2 separate regions of the Sus scrofa genome follow, and region 1 is linked to region 2. Evidence: chromatin contacts called from public promoter capture Hi-C data. All regions are on one chromosome and are shown on one strand. The core of a region is the stretch at or near the end of the contact, and the rest is flanking DNA. Distances in the headings are between cores, read along the strand shown.

Evidence for each region. Promoter capture Hi-C pulls out the DNA fragments that hold promoters and counts their contacts.
Region 1: a promoter capture Hi-C map of fetal liver shows a contact between it and region 2, with 4 times the contacts expected there. The contact joins the promoter of ATG16L1 here to the promoter of EIF4E2 in region 2. A contact is called at or near these places in 3 of 5 promoter capture datasets (fetal liver, fetal skeletal muscle and liver), 7 of 47 Hi-C or Micro-C datasets (embryonic fibroblasts, epiblast stem cells, heart right ventricle and 3 more) and 1 of 2 datasets of contacts at active chromatin or transcription factors (alveolar macrophages).

Annotation. Positions count from the first base shown.
Region 1 is chr15:133,649,989-133,657,185 of Sscrofa11.1, reverse strand. It overlaps ATG16L1 (autophagy related 16 like 1), which reads right to left and starts at 5,722. Exons shown (of 17, transcript NM_001190273.1): 1 at 5,608-5,722; 2 at 1,936-2,029. The coding sequence starts at 5,722.
Region 2 is chr15:133,056,967-133,063,613 of Sscrofa11.1, reverse strand. It overlaps EIF4E2 (eukaryotic translation initiation factor 4E family member 2), which reads right to left and starts at 3,334. Exons shown (of 7, transcript NM_001100191.2): 1 at 3,279-3,334. The coding sequence starts at 3,298. CHRNG (acetylcholine receptor subunit gamma) reads right to left here. Exons shown (of 12, transcript XM_003133731.3): 10 at 5,989-6,205; 11 at 5,666-5,799; 12 at 3,679-5,387. The coding sequence ends at 5,214.

The DNA of each region.
Region 1 (7,197 bases), core at 4,473-6,972, 590 kb before region 2:
TTAGGTCCTTATCTTCTGTGAATACCCATCTCCCACTAGCAACCCCTCGAGTGGGTCTCCTCCCTTAGGCTCAGGTCCTAGAGAACAAGGACTCTGGCTTATTCACCTCCGCCCCCTAACGCCTGGTCCACACTGCATGCCGTCATGTGTCTCAGGAATGGGAGCGCAGATAAGCAACAAAGGGGGTGGCAAATGCAAACCGAGGCACAGACGCACAGGACACCGTGGGCAAAGGATCTCCAGGCCTGGGTGACTGCAGAGGGGGAGGAGCAGGACATCGAGGGAAGAAGGAATCACAGATGACGTGTGGAAACTCTGGGTACCACTAACGGAAGCCAGGCTGTGGGGAGGGCTGGTTACCAACACAAGTTTGCGAGAAAGGACGCGGGGTTCGGTCCAAAGAATGTTGGCTACTAACCGACAGTACCTTCCCCTTTCGAAGCACAGGACTTTGGATGACAGATCAAGGATATGGGAATACAGTCAGCAAAACTTAAAAATGTTTTAAGTTTTCAGTTGACTTTATTTATTGTCTTTTTGCGTTTTCTAGGGCCGCTTCCACGGCACATGGAGGTTCCCAGGCTAGGGGTCTAATCGGAGCTGTAGCCACCAGCCTAAACCAGAGCCACAGCAACGTGGGATCCAAGCTGCGTCTGTGACCTACACCACAGCTCACGGCAACGCCGGATCCTTAACCCGCTGAGCAAGGCCAGGGATTGAACCTGCAACCTCATGGTTCCTAGTTGGATTCGTTAACCACTGAGGCACGATGGGAACTCCAGTTTTCAGCTGACTGACTTTAGCTGACTAAAGGAGAAACAGACTCTCTACATCGAAAGAGGATCAAAACAGAGCCACGAAGACTTTAGTCACTGCAGAAGGCCTCCTAAGACCATAGCGAGGCGCCATCTCCTGAACGGCTGTTTAGCAAAAATGGAGCCGAGGCCAGGCCATCTGTTCCTCTTTCCCACCCCAGCCTCTGCCCAGAGACCGTCTCCGCACATAAGGAAACAGGGATGACAGGCAGTTATTTCACAGATGTGGCCTTAGGAGAAAAATTAAGCTATGCCTTGATTTCTGGTTTTTCCCCTTAAAATCCTAAGTTATGATGAACTTTGTTTTTACAATTGCTAAACATGAGCTGATATGCAAAAAAGCACATAGATTTTAGAGCAAAAATGGATACTGTTCCCATACAAACCACCAAATTTCATGTGCAAACGTGACACACAAACGGAAAAGGAGAGGGCACTCTAGAGGGATTCCCTCTGAGCTGCTCCGATGAAGTCGGGCTGTCAGGTTTTTGTGGCCCCTCAAAAAGGGACCCTTACAGGAATGACCTAAGTGAACATAGCAGACTCCCCAGCATGAACACACACTCACATATTTAATGAAGCAATACTTACCCTTCCTATTAAGGCAGATTCCCCCAATCTTTCTTAAAAAAAAAAAAAAAAAAAAAAAAAACCAAAACCTTTTTGCAACCTGCTAGTTTGATACACACTGAAATATGTTGAAACACACTGAACCAAAAAGGAGGATCAACGGACCAGTACAGCATAAAAAACAACTCGTGTTTACAGGCCAGTCAACTCTGTATCAGCGATCTTATAAATCTGCTCAAGATGCTCATTTGATTATTTAGAAAAAGTGAACCCCGGCAGGCTGGAGGAGGAACCGGCCTGGCTGAGTGCCTTAAGCAATCTCTCTCAGGCTTCCGGCGTACTGAGGAGTCTTCTAGGTGGGTAGGAACATACCTTCCAAAAAATGATTTTAGTTATTCGGCTTCAAAATTTCTTATTTAAAAGGAACTGACAAAAACTGAGGCACAAAAACAGTACTTGGTTTGCTTCAAATTTAGAGAAGTGACAACTGAACCGGGACAAACTTCAGTTAAGGAGGAAACACAAATAATACAGGATAGTTTCAAAATACCTTATCTCATGCCTGTTTGGTATGTCATGCTTTTCAGCTTGTAGCTTATGGGCCAGCACTGAATGAAGATCGGACTTTTCCAGCAACTTGTTATCTATCGAAGAAAAGAACAATTATTATAATCTATGTATGCTTTATTACTACTTAATATCTCATAAAGATTTGGAAAAAATCCAGAAGACGACAGGGTAGGCTACACCGTTATCGGGTTTCAAAGTACCAGGCACTGCACTTTGTCACAGATTGTAGCAACTGTCCGAACTCCAGAAGCACACACACCTTTTATGGCCCAAGCATAGAGAGCCCAGCCCAAGGAACCTGTGGAAAATCACTCCCAAAACACCTCCCCTCCCCTCAACAATGCTTTCTACTCCCACTGCTACCTACCTACCTGGGGAAGAGGAGACAAATCAACCAACCAAAACACAATGGAAAAAGGAAGCACGATGCACCTCTCAGTAATAGGGGAGAATATCTGGGGATTTTAATTTTTAGATCAGGGCACTAAGGATACAAATACAAACCAGAGCCCTGACTTCGGGGAGCTAAGGAAATGTGATATGGGGGTGGGGTGGGGAGGTCAAGCATAAAAAAGAAGAGTGAGTTTTTCACTCATTTCTCAGATGGTTTCACAGGTGAGAATGACTGATGGTCCAGGCAGAAGGTCTAAAGAGTTGTCTCGTAAGTGGCTAGAGATAAAAAAGTCAGTGCCAACACATGAAAGCCAGGATGAGAAACTTAGACTTTTTCTTACTGGCAATGCTGAAACCAAATTTTAAAAGCAGGCAGTGACGTGAACAGATATTGATTAGTAAGAAGTCAAACACAGAATTCTGAGGTTTCCTGTTCAGCCAACTGGGCACAAGATCCTAACTTGCCTGGGAATGTCAGAGCAAAGGGCTGGGGGGAAATGAATTCTCTGAGCGTAATAAATGTGACAGGGGACACAGTGCAGGATTTCAAAAGAAAAGGCAGGGCTAGCAATGACATGCACATAGGGGGCCAGCAAGATCACAGGTGGGGGGAGGCACTAAGCAGAACAAGAAAGGGACCGTGGGAAACTTACGGAATGCCTACACCTGATGGGGGCCGCCTCAAATCCCAAACGTCTGAGATTCAAGCTGCTCTACACATCTGGCAGGGTTTATGCTAGTGACTCTTCCTGCTAGAAGAGCTTATCCTTCCTCTTAGAGGGTGGAGTCCTACTTCTTGATATCAGAAAATGAAAACTGGGGAGTTCCCACTGTGGCCAGCTACCTGGGGAAGATGAAACAAATCCCAGGTATTAAGATTTGGGTTAAGAATCTGACTGCAGTGGCTCGGGTCGCTGTTGAGGGTTCGATCCTTAGCCCAGCACAGTGGGTGAAAGGATCCAGCATTGCTGCACCTGTGGTTTGGATTCAATCCCTGGCCCGTGAACTTCAGTGTGCCGCAGGGCCATCTTAAAAAAAGAAAAAAGAAACATTCTGGGCAGAAAGAGACAGAAACACTACCTTCATCTACATTAATTTAGTAACTTAGTTCAGCAGAGCAGGGAAGTGAATCCGGCCCTGGATGTGCTTCAGTGTCAACAGTCCCTGGTAAGATCTTTGAAACGTCACAGCGGTGCCCAGTAACAGCAGGCCTTTCAAAGGACCTGGGGTATCCAAGAGGGATTCTTCCTAAAAGTTCCTCTCACGAAAGAGAAAGATGGAGGTGGGGGGGAGAGGCTTGCTGTCCCTGTCCCTTCTTTTTATCTTTCTGCTCCAGCTCAGAGGGAGGGACAGAACAGGAAACTCCGACAGCCTTGGGAGGCGGGCAGTGAAGAGGCGGGCTGTTCCACAGTCAAACCAGAAGTGACCCCCCGAATGCCAGCTCCCCCCACAACCGACACTGAAGATTTTCCATGGGCAGAGGCCGTCTAGCCCTCTTAGCCCTCATCCCAGGCTCCTCCCCTCCGCAGGCCCCTCTGACGTGCGTGACTCACATCTGCTGTCTGAAGCTGCATTCCCTCTCCAGACCCATCTGTCCTTCTGACCTTTCTCCCAGACCCTACACCCCCTTTAAGACGTCTACTTCCAACGCGCAGAAAAACATTCAATCGTCAATGTAATTATAGGCACCTTCCGTTTATAGACAATTATGTCCATGGCTTCACAGCACTTGGACGCACAGCACTGTATTTATGAAGCAGGCAGAGCACGCTGCACCCCTGTTTCATGGGTGCCAGCAAACCAGCCTCAGGTGAGTGAAGGGAATGCAGTCAGACCTCCAGCCCAATTTGACTTGCAATGTGTATTACCTTTTAGAGAACAAGCATTTGCTAAAACACCTGATGACTTGAATTCATGTGACCCAAGACGGAATCCCATTTGAGGAAGGCGTTTCCTGTGCTTTCGGCTTTTCCGAAACAGCACTGGGCGGCTGGGGCTTCTCAGACTGTAAGGAATTAGCACAAGAGTGGCACAGCCACCCTTTTCTCCACATCCTAGTTAAGAGGAGGGGCTTGGCAAAAGCAAGGAAAGCTACTTCTTAGGGGATGAAGAGAGAAAAGCAAATGCAAAAAAGAAGCCACTGAGACTGTGTGCCCAACCAGGACCTACCATTTATCCGCTGTACCTTCCCAGAAACATTACCTAATCTCCCACAGTCTCAGTTTCCTCTTTGGAAAAAGGGCAATAATAGGATCTGCCTCAGAGAATTTTTGGAAAGACCAAGTGAAACGATACATGCCAACTATTTACCATAGCACTTAAATTTGCCTGCATATTAGAATCACTTGGGGAGCATCAAAAATCCTGAATCCTGTGTCCCACTCTCTAACACTGCAGTTCAGCTGGCCTAGGGTGTGGTCTGGGCTTTGTAATGAAAAAAAAAAAAAAAAAGTCCCCACCTGATTCTCATGTGCCCATACATTCAGGAACCACAAATCTAGTATAATCAGAATTCAATAAAGGACAACAATAGTACTTGAATCCCATCATCAACATAATTTGAGGCTTGCAGGCTTACTTCAAGAGGAAGACAAAACAATAGGTCAGAAGAATGCTTGTTTCTTCCCCGAAGTGTGTCATTAGTTCTGGTTAAAAAAAAAAAAAAAAAAATGGGGGGAGGAAGTGGGGCAAGGAAATGCTCATTAGAAGGTATCTAAGGGCACAAACACTTCTGTACTCGAATTGCAGCAGCGGGGGTGGGTGTGAGCCACCTCTTTCATACAGAAATTTTCAATAACGGTAAAGACTATGATGTCCCAACTGAAAAATACGTTAAAAGACTCTAAATATTTTAAAATCAAAGAACATCGAGGTGAAGAACAGGTCTGAGAAATGCAAGGCGAGCATTTCACTGCACTGAGAAGATGACGATAATGGCGCGAGTGAATGCCTAAAGTCTGTAACTGTTTCAGTAACGCGATGCCCGGAACAGGATGTTTCTGGAACCTGGCTATTTAACTACACAAGCGCTGTGTGCACTTGGGATTTACCAGCAGAAACGTGAACGGTGCCTGCCCGTGACGAATACCCGATGCGGTAGCGAGAGCCTCCGCAGTCACACCCAAAGATAAAAGTGAAGAGCGAAAAAGATCTAAAAAGGCCCGCGGGCGGCGCGGGGGGCTCGGCCTCCGGTTCCCACTAGCGCCCCGCGTGCCTCGGCGGAGTCCACCGCCTGCCCCCGGGCCCGCCCGCCGCTCACACTGCAGGATGATCTCTTCGAACGCCTGCCTCTGCAGCCGGTCCCGGCGCCTCAGCTCCTCCGAGATGTGGCGCTTCCACCGAGGGAAGACCGCGGCGCGGAGGCTCGACGACATATCGCCCGCTGCCCTGGCGCCTCAGCGCCGAATAGCCAAGCGGGAGCAGGCGGCCGGGGCCCGCACCATGAGGCAGCCAGCGCGCGCTGGAGGCCTGCAGCCCCAGCACTCAGCTCCGCGCGCAGGCCGCCGACGATGCCATCCGGGACGGACTTCCGATCCCTGACGGAAATAGCTTTGAACTGGGCCGGAAGGACCGCCTCCTCACCCGACGTCTTACGCCGCACGCACGCACCTGTCGGGCGCTCGCTAATGACACCATCCCGGGGCCGGAAGTGTCGGTGGTAGAGGTGCGGCCGCTAGGAGGCGTGCCGACCACGTTGGAGGCTCTGTCCTGCGGGGTTGGGGGCGGGAGAAGGAAACAGTTAAAGGGCAGTTTCTGTCCACCTGCTGTTTCTCTTGCTTTTCTTTGTTTTGTATTTTCTTTCTTGGCCTGTCTCCGTTTTCTCTATCCACTGTACCAGGAGTTGTAAACTCCCCATATCGTAGCTGCCCGACCATAGATAGTGACAACCTCCCTAAGCCTCCCTAAGGTTTCCCAGTTTGTAAAATGGGGAAGTTCCCTAAAGCGGGAAGGAAAGATACCCACCTCACGGAGTTGTCATGAGGATTAAAAGTAATTACCTCTATAGTACAGTTCACACTGTGCCTGTACGTGGTAAGCCTAACTTTATACCTAGACTTGATATCCTTCAGAGTTCTATCCAACGTTTGGTTGCTTTATCAAGAGCGTCTCATTGACCCGGGAAACAAGTTTTTATTTACAGTGAAGAAATGGAATGCAAAGAACAGCTAAAGAAAGATGTGACCAGAGCAGCCATGTTAATCACTAGAAGCCTAGAAATTACCTATGACCTAACAGTGACTGGATCCTTAGAAAGTAATTTAAGGGTTGGGATACAAAAAGGACCGTGAAATAGGAAAAGGCCCATTAGCCAGTAGATGGAAGTGGGAGGTAGAAGACACAGACTCAGGAGATGATAGCATCTGTCAACTCAGAATGGAAAACCTTGGTCTGTAATAGAATCATCTGAGCTCCATCTGCTTTCAGCAAGTTAGTGAATTTACTTCATGAAAATAGATCTGCTTCATTAACAAAGTAGGAGGCAGAAGAGAGGAAAGGAATGTCAGAAACTGCCTTCTCTTTCCATGTGTCTCAAGTCCAGAGGAAGATCCTTCACAGACAGATAAGAAAGCCTTTCATCTTCTGTGGAGCCTGGGAGTAGGACAGTCAGCCTCCTAGAGCTGTAAAGATATTTTGTTGGCAGCCAGTGGTGAGTGAGCTGAATTTGTGGGAAAGACCCACGGGGATCAGAAATAGAAGGGACTTCCTCACACCCCGAGGAAAATGAAAAGGCAGTTTCTGAAAGTCACTGAGAGTATACTAGTGGTACCATCCTCAAAAGAGCCTTGCATCAGGTCTTGAGAGTTGACTATGCTAATTCCCCAGACAAGATTATGATTAAGCATGTTCA
Region 2 (6,647 bases), core at 2,085-4,584:
TCAGACAACAGTTAAGAATGAGCCAAAGCTTGGAGTTCCTCGGTGGCCTAGTGGTTAAGGATTCAGCATTGTCACTACTGTGGCTGGGGTTCAATGCCTGGCCCAGGAACTCCCACATGCGACAAACAAGGCCAAAAAAATGTTTAAAAAGGAAGAAAAAGATGAGCCAAAGCTAATGGAGAAAGAACAGGTACGAAATCAAATATGGCATCTAAATTTAAAAACCCAGCTCAATACCTTAGGGACTGAAGTACAGTGAAGGCTTCTTGGGGTTCTGCATATGAACAGGATCAAGGCCAGTGGGAGCTCAGGACTGGGGGTGGGGGGGCATTTAGGTTACGAAGCTGGAAAGTCTCACAAAAAGGGAGCCTAGAGCTCATCTTTAATCTAAACCCACCGGATTAGACTACAGTACTCAATCCAGGCACTGGATCAGGATTCTGGCAAACTGGAACACATCCTTAGGAGCCATGTGGTGAAGGGTGCAGAGGCCAAATACAAGGCAGTAGCCTAAAAACTGCACTCTTTCGCATAAAAACCAAAAACAACAAAAACAAAACTAAGGGCAGGGGTGTTGTTCTCAGGTGCTAATTAAATGGAAGACAGTTTTGCTTCCTGCAGAGCTAGAAAACAGATATTTTAAAAATCTGGCTCAGCATACAAATAGCTAATAACTAAAACTAATTAAAAACGATCAAAGTTAGTTTTCGTCAAGAGGTACTTGAACCAACATTAAACAAACCTGAGTTTGAATCCCACCATATGGCCCTTCTTGTTGCAGGCAAGTTATTTAATCTCAGAGAGTCTCGTTTTCCTTATCTATAAAGGAGGTTAACAAAATCTGCTTTAGAGGGTTGTTAGCAGACACAGAAATAATATACGAAAAGTAGCAACGCATGTGGAAGCCGTTATTGCCATTTTTCTTCTTTTTTTTTTGCTTTTTAGGGACCCATCTGTGGAATATGGACGTTCCCAGGCCAGGCATCAAATTGGAGCTGCAGCTGCAGGTCACAGCCACAGCAACTCGGGATCTGAGCTACGTCTGTGACCTACACCACAGCTCACAGCAACACCAGATCCTTAACCTGCTGAGCAGGGCCAGGGATCCAACCCGCATCCTCATGGATACTAGTTGGGTTGGTAACCTGCTGAGCCACGGTGGGAACAGTTCTGGTTAGACCACAGAGGGCCAGAGGAGGATTTAATGATGTGATCCTTGACATCTATCCAAAAATGAGGACCCACTTTTTCTTTTGATTATAAAAACAGAGCCCTCTTTCCTTTGGGACTGCACTCCCTGGCCTGCCCGCTTCTCTCTCACAAGCATCCGGTGGTAATAAATCACCCTTGTCTATCATTTTGCCTCTTGACCTGAGCTTCAGTATGTCCTGACACCAGGTGAGTGGTTTCAATTAAAAGTGGGTTTGAGGAGTTCCTGTTGTTGCTCGTCAGAAATGAATCTGACTAGCATCCATGAGGATGCAGGTTCAATTCCTGGCCTCACTCAGTGGGTTATGGATCTGGCCTTCCTGTGAACTGTGGTGTAGGTCACAGACATGGCTCGGATCTGGTGTTGCTGTGGCTGTGGTGTAGGCCAGCAGCTACAGTTCCAATTTGAACCCTAGCCTGGGAACCTCCATATGCCATGGGTGTGGCCCTAAAAAGACAATAAAAGTGGGTTTGAGTCCCCCGCTAAGCTGGGGATTGTGGATGCAAGTCCCATTCTGAGTTCTGGCTGGGTTCAAGTCCCATCCAAAAAAGAGTGTGGGGGAGTGCCTGTTGTGGCTCAGCCGAAATGAATTTGACTAGCATCCATGAGGACACAGGTTCGATCCCTGGCCTTGCTCAGTGAGTTAAGAATCTGGCATTGCCGTGAACTGTGATGTAGCTCATGGACATGGCTCGGGTCCCACATTGCTGTGGCTGTGGTGGAGGCCGGCAGCTACAGCTCCAATTTGACCCCTAGCCTGGGAACTTCCATTATGCCTGGGGTATGGCCCTAAACAAGCAAGCAAGCAAGCAAGCATTTGTTTGTTTAAATAAACCCCAAAACCAAAAAAATCAAAAAGGAATGTTGTTTCAGCAAGAGTCCGCTCAGCAACCAAGAAACATGCCTGAAGAGTTACCAGGAGGGCTGGAATCCAGGACCTCTGAATTATCCACCAGCACTCACTGTACTGGAAAAACTCAAAATTTCCCATCAGCAACAGTGAGTGGCAACCTCAACTAAGAGTAATTTCAGTTTACATTTATATCTCCCTGTCAGTTTACAAAGTACCTTAAGCACGGCTGGATGTGATCTGATCCATATCACATTCAGTGTGGCAACAGGGCACTAACCACTAATGTGGTTTGGGTAACAGTGGCTCAGAAACCGGGTAACTTTTCTGCCGTCAAATAACTGGTGACTGGTGGGTCTGGGACTGGAAATCTAGGTCTTGGGAAGAGAAGATAGAGTTACTAGCCGATTAAAAGACAGCTAAGAACATAATCTATCCCGTGATAACAATCGCTGGAGGAAAATATGCAAAAATAACTGCATTTCCTTCCTGCGCCTCCAAATTATTTGATGCTGGAACTAGAAATCGTATGAGATATGCACAGAGCTGCAAAGGAAGGGTAAAAACAAGTGAACTCGCTGGGCAAGAAACTGAGGCGCCCTTGTTTGGAGTGTGTTGGAAGACGGGGAAAGGAGGGGGAGGAGAAAGGAAGCAGGAAGGAGTCTCAGCAAGACGAGGAGAATTCCGTAACTGAGCAGCCACTGCGCTGAGCGCGGCAGCCACATTACCTCACCGCATCTTTGCAACTCTCCCACATGGGCTCTGTTACCGTGCCCACTTTGCAAGTGAGAACACAGACAGGAGACGGGACCTCGCTAGGCCACCGTGAGTGTGTGCGGAAAGCTGGATTCAGAGCCAAGGGAGACAGGCTGCGGAAACACCCAAACCACCGAGGTCTCCGCCCCTCCACGCCGCGGGCAACCTGCACCCGCCGCGCTGGGCGTCCAAAAATCCCCTTCCGGGCGGCACGGCCACCTCCTCCCCCCCCCCGCCCCGCACGTCGTCCTCGGTCCGTATGACCCTGGGACCCCCCGACACCCCGGCATCCCACGTCCCCAAACCCCCTTTCCCCGCCGGCCGCGCAGGCCGGGCCAGCCCGCAGCCCCAGCGAGGGAGGGGAGCCGGTGCCGCAGTTTGCGCCTGCCGCGGTCCCGGCGGGGGCGGGCGCGGGGAGCGGTTGGGGGAAGGGGCCCCGGGGGTCGGCCACGCGGCACTCACGCGTCGAACTTGTTGTTCATCCTCTCGCCGCCGCCGTCGCCACTGCCTCACGGAGTGACTTCCGCTCCGCCAGGTCCCTCCGCCTCGGGTCCGGCCACTTCCGGTTGCGCGGGACGCGGCGGAACGTCTTTGCGCCGGCCAGGTGGGAGCGCGTATCCCAGGACGCCGGCCCCCGGCCGCTGCGCCGCGGCGCTGGGTTTGGGGGACCCGGCGGCCTGCGGGCCTGAGCTGTGTTTCTGTTGGGTTGCCGCCGCCCGCCCTGCCCAGGGGAGCGCGTCCTGAGCCCTTCTCCGGGCAGGTTCGGAGAAATACAGCGCCGAGTCGGCGGCGGCGCAGGCTCTGGACCCATGGCTTTGGTACAGATCCCGACTCCACCCCCAGGGCGGCTGCACGGTACTGGCGATCCTGTACTGAAAGTATCCGCCTCTTCAGGTTGGCGTGTGGATTGAACGGGACCGTCAGTGGTAGGCGGTAGACAGGTGCCCCTCATAAGCGATAGCTGTTGTTAATCGTTGCTTATTTCTGCCAGGAGCTACAGAGCTAATCTCCGCTTTCTGAAGCAGTCAGAGATTGAGGGACCAATACCAGGTGACTAAGCTAGTAAGAGGCATACAGGAACCAGGGATGGTCCACCATCCTCCAGTTGCCTGCCAGATCTAAGCCCCTGCTTCAGATGCACAGCGGGCGCGCACACACACACACTGGAGTAAATGAGATGAGTTTGTGGTGACTGATTCCCAAAGCCAGCAACCCTCCACGTGGGGGAGGGGGTTATTTCCGGGGTCCTCTCCCCTCTCCATTATCAGGTCTTTATGTGACACTTTAACACTTTTTAGTCACTTTCACTGCACCTTTGATCTTGTGATGAGGGTAGAGAGGAACTGACACCTGTGCCCGTATTTATAGATGAAGAAATAGGCTGAGGGAACACAAATGACTTGCCCAAGTCGTCACCACCAGAACTCAGGCCCCAGCTATACTCTCAAAGCAGAGTCTTCTCCCTCAGAAAGACCAGCTGGCCATGTTTCCTGAGAGGGGCAAAGGGAGACTGGTCAGGGTCGCCTCCCTGCCTTCCTGCCTCCCTGCCTAGCTCGACCCCTCCTTTGGGACCAGTGCAAATACATGCCCTGGCCTGTGAGAAGAGAAGAAGGAAGTGTCTGTTTTCTAGGCCATCGAACTTTCTCGGAGTGTTGACGATTGGGTCAGAGTTGGGAATTCTGGACTCCAAACCTTATTTAGCCACCACTGGTCTGGGAAGCCCCTCACTCTGGGTCCCAGTTTGCCCAGGCCAAACACGGGGGAATAGTGACTCTTGCTTTTCCATGATGCTATGAGGAGCTCTTACTTTAACCATGGAAAAAGATGCTAGAACTCACAAAATGTTTGGTGATCAGTGACCCCAAAAATGCATCCGAATGGAAAGACCACTGGTACAGGTGAGTACTGGGTGCTCACAGCACCCAGAAAGCAGGCAGATGCCAGCTGGAGTGGACAGCTGCCTTTCTTTCACGAGAGCATTGGCTGCTACTCTTCACTTCTCTCTTGACTTCCCTCCTTCAGGAGCCTACAGGGAACTCATAGAAGGGAAAAGAGGGCCAGACCTGGAAGGATAGGACCTTGCCTAGTCAGGATAGGAAAAAACAGAGTCCTTAGGGCTTCAGAAATGATGGGAGTTGTTGACACTTTGCCGAAGTGAGGGGAATCACAGGACCAGCAAGCCAGTGCCACGTGGATGCCGATCCCACGAGCACATTTTGCCCACATCCCATCCCCAACCACTCCAGGGCTCCAGCTCTGCCGCTTTATTTCCCCAGCTTTTCTCAGGGCCTGTTGGCTCATATGACTGTGAAGGGGGCTCCCCAGAGAGCCTCCTCATAACCTCAGCAGCAGAACACAGCTGACAAGACACTGCGTGGCTAACAGCAATTGGTTGGCTCAGTCAGGGGAGGGCAGGTAGGGGCGGGGGTCTCCGGGGAATGGCAGGGCGGGCACCCGGTTGTAGTGGGCCATGAGGAAGATGCCAGCAGTGCCACAGACAAAGAGCGAGAGCATGACAAGGAAGCAGACACGGTCCAGCACTCGGCCCACCAGGAACCACTCCTCGTTCCCCTGAGGGTGAGAGGCAGGGTGTGAGATGACCAGTGGTGACACCAAGCTGGAGCCTTGTGCCACCCTTGGCCATCCAGCCTCCATTCATTTCCTTGAGTCCTTCTCACCTACTTCCAGGCCTCAACCTGGCTTCTTCCCAGGGGTCCTCTGGTCCCAGTCCCAGTTCTACCTTTCCCATCTCAATGCCCTACCACAGCCAGTCCCCTCATCCTGCCCCCATCTCAGGTCCAAGTCCCTCACCAGGTACTCAGCCCCCGACCCAGCCCAGACTGCCTTACACTGTCAAAGTGACTCTGCTGGTGCCGGGCGCGGGCAATGAGGTTGCAGGCTTCCACGCAGGCCTGGATGGCGGGGGCGGCCTGCTTCAGGCTGCCACACAGCTCCTGGCTCTGCCCGGACTCCCGGCCCTTCTCTGTTGGAGGCGGGAGGATTGGGGAGAAGAATGAAGGAAAACAGTCTGAGAAAGTGGCCTCTCCTTAGGGACCCCAGCCCCTCTCTCCCCAACCAGGACACCTGCCCAGCACTCATCTGCTGTGCCTGGCACCTTAGCCAACAGACGGCCCTTCCCGTCTGGAGTCCCAGGGTCCCACCCCCGCCTCACCTAGCTTCTCCAGCGCTGCCCTCACCAGCCCATTGCGCTGGTGCTGCCGGAAGAGGAGCTCACTGCGGGGCAGGCACAGGGCCACCTCCTCCCAAGCTGGGATGGACCATCCTGAGGAGGAGCCATTCCATAGCCGGGGCCGGGGGTCCTGCACAGCCGCTGGGGCCAGTGGGCGGACGTGCATCCGCAACAGCTGGGGCAGGAGCCGCAGGAACACCTGGAGGGGAGATGCTGGGGGTGATGTAGCTTTGCAGCCAGCAGACCTGGGCGTTTGGCAGCTGGGCTGGGCTTCAGAGCAGAAGGGCACAGAGGGCTCGTGAGCTGGGGGGCCAGAGGCAGCATGTCAGGCAAGGTGGGTCACTTGCCTGTTCTGTGCCAGACACTGAGCCCAGGGCCCAGACTTTTGTGCACAGCAGAATCACCAAGGCACTTGTCACAAACACAGGTTCCTGGGCTCTACCCCTGCTATTCTGGCCCAGGATGCCAGATGCCAGGGTGGGCCCGGAAATCTGCATTTGTGACAAGGGTCTCAGCTGACTGCTACCCGATGGGCCACAGATCACACCAGCACTGGAGGCAAACTGCTGGGCAGAATCCTGCCTCCGCCACTGTCTGGGCGTACGACCTTGGGTAAGCTATCTCACCTCTCTGTGCCTCAG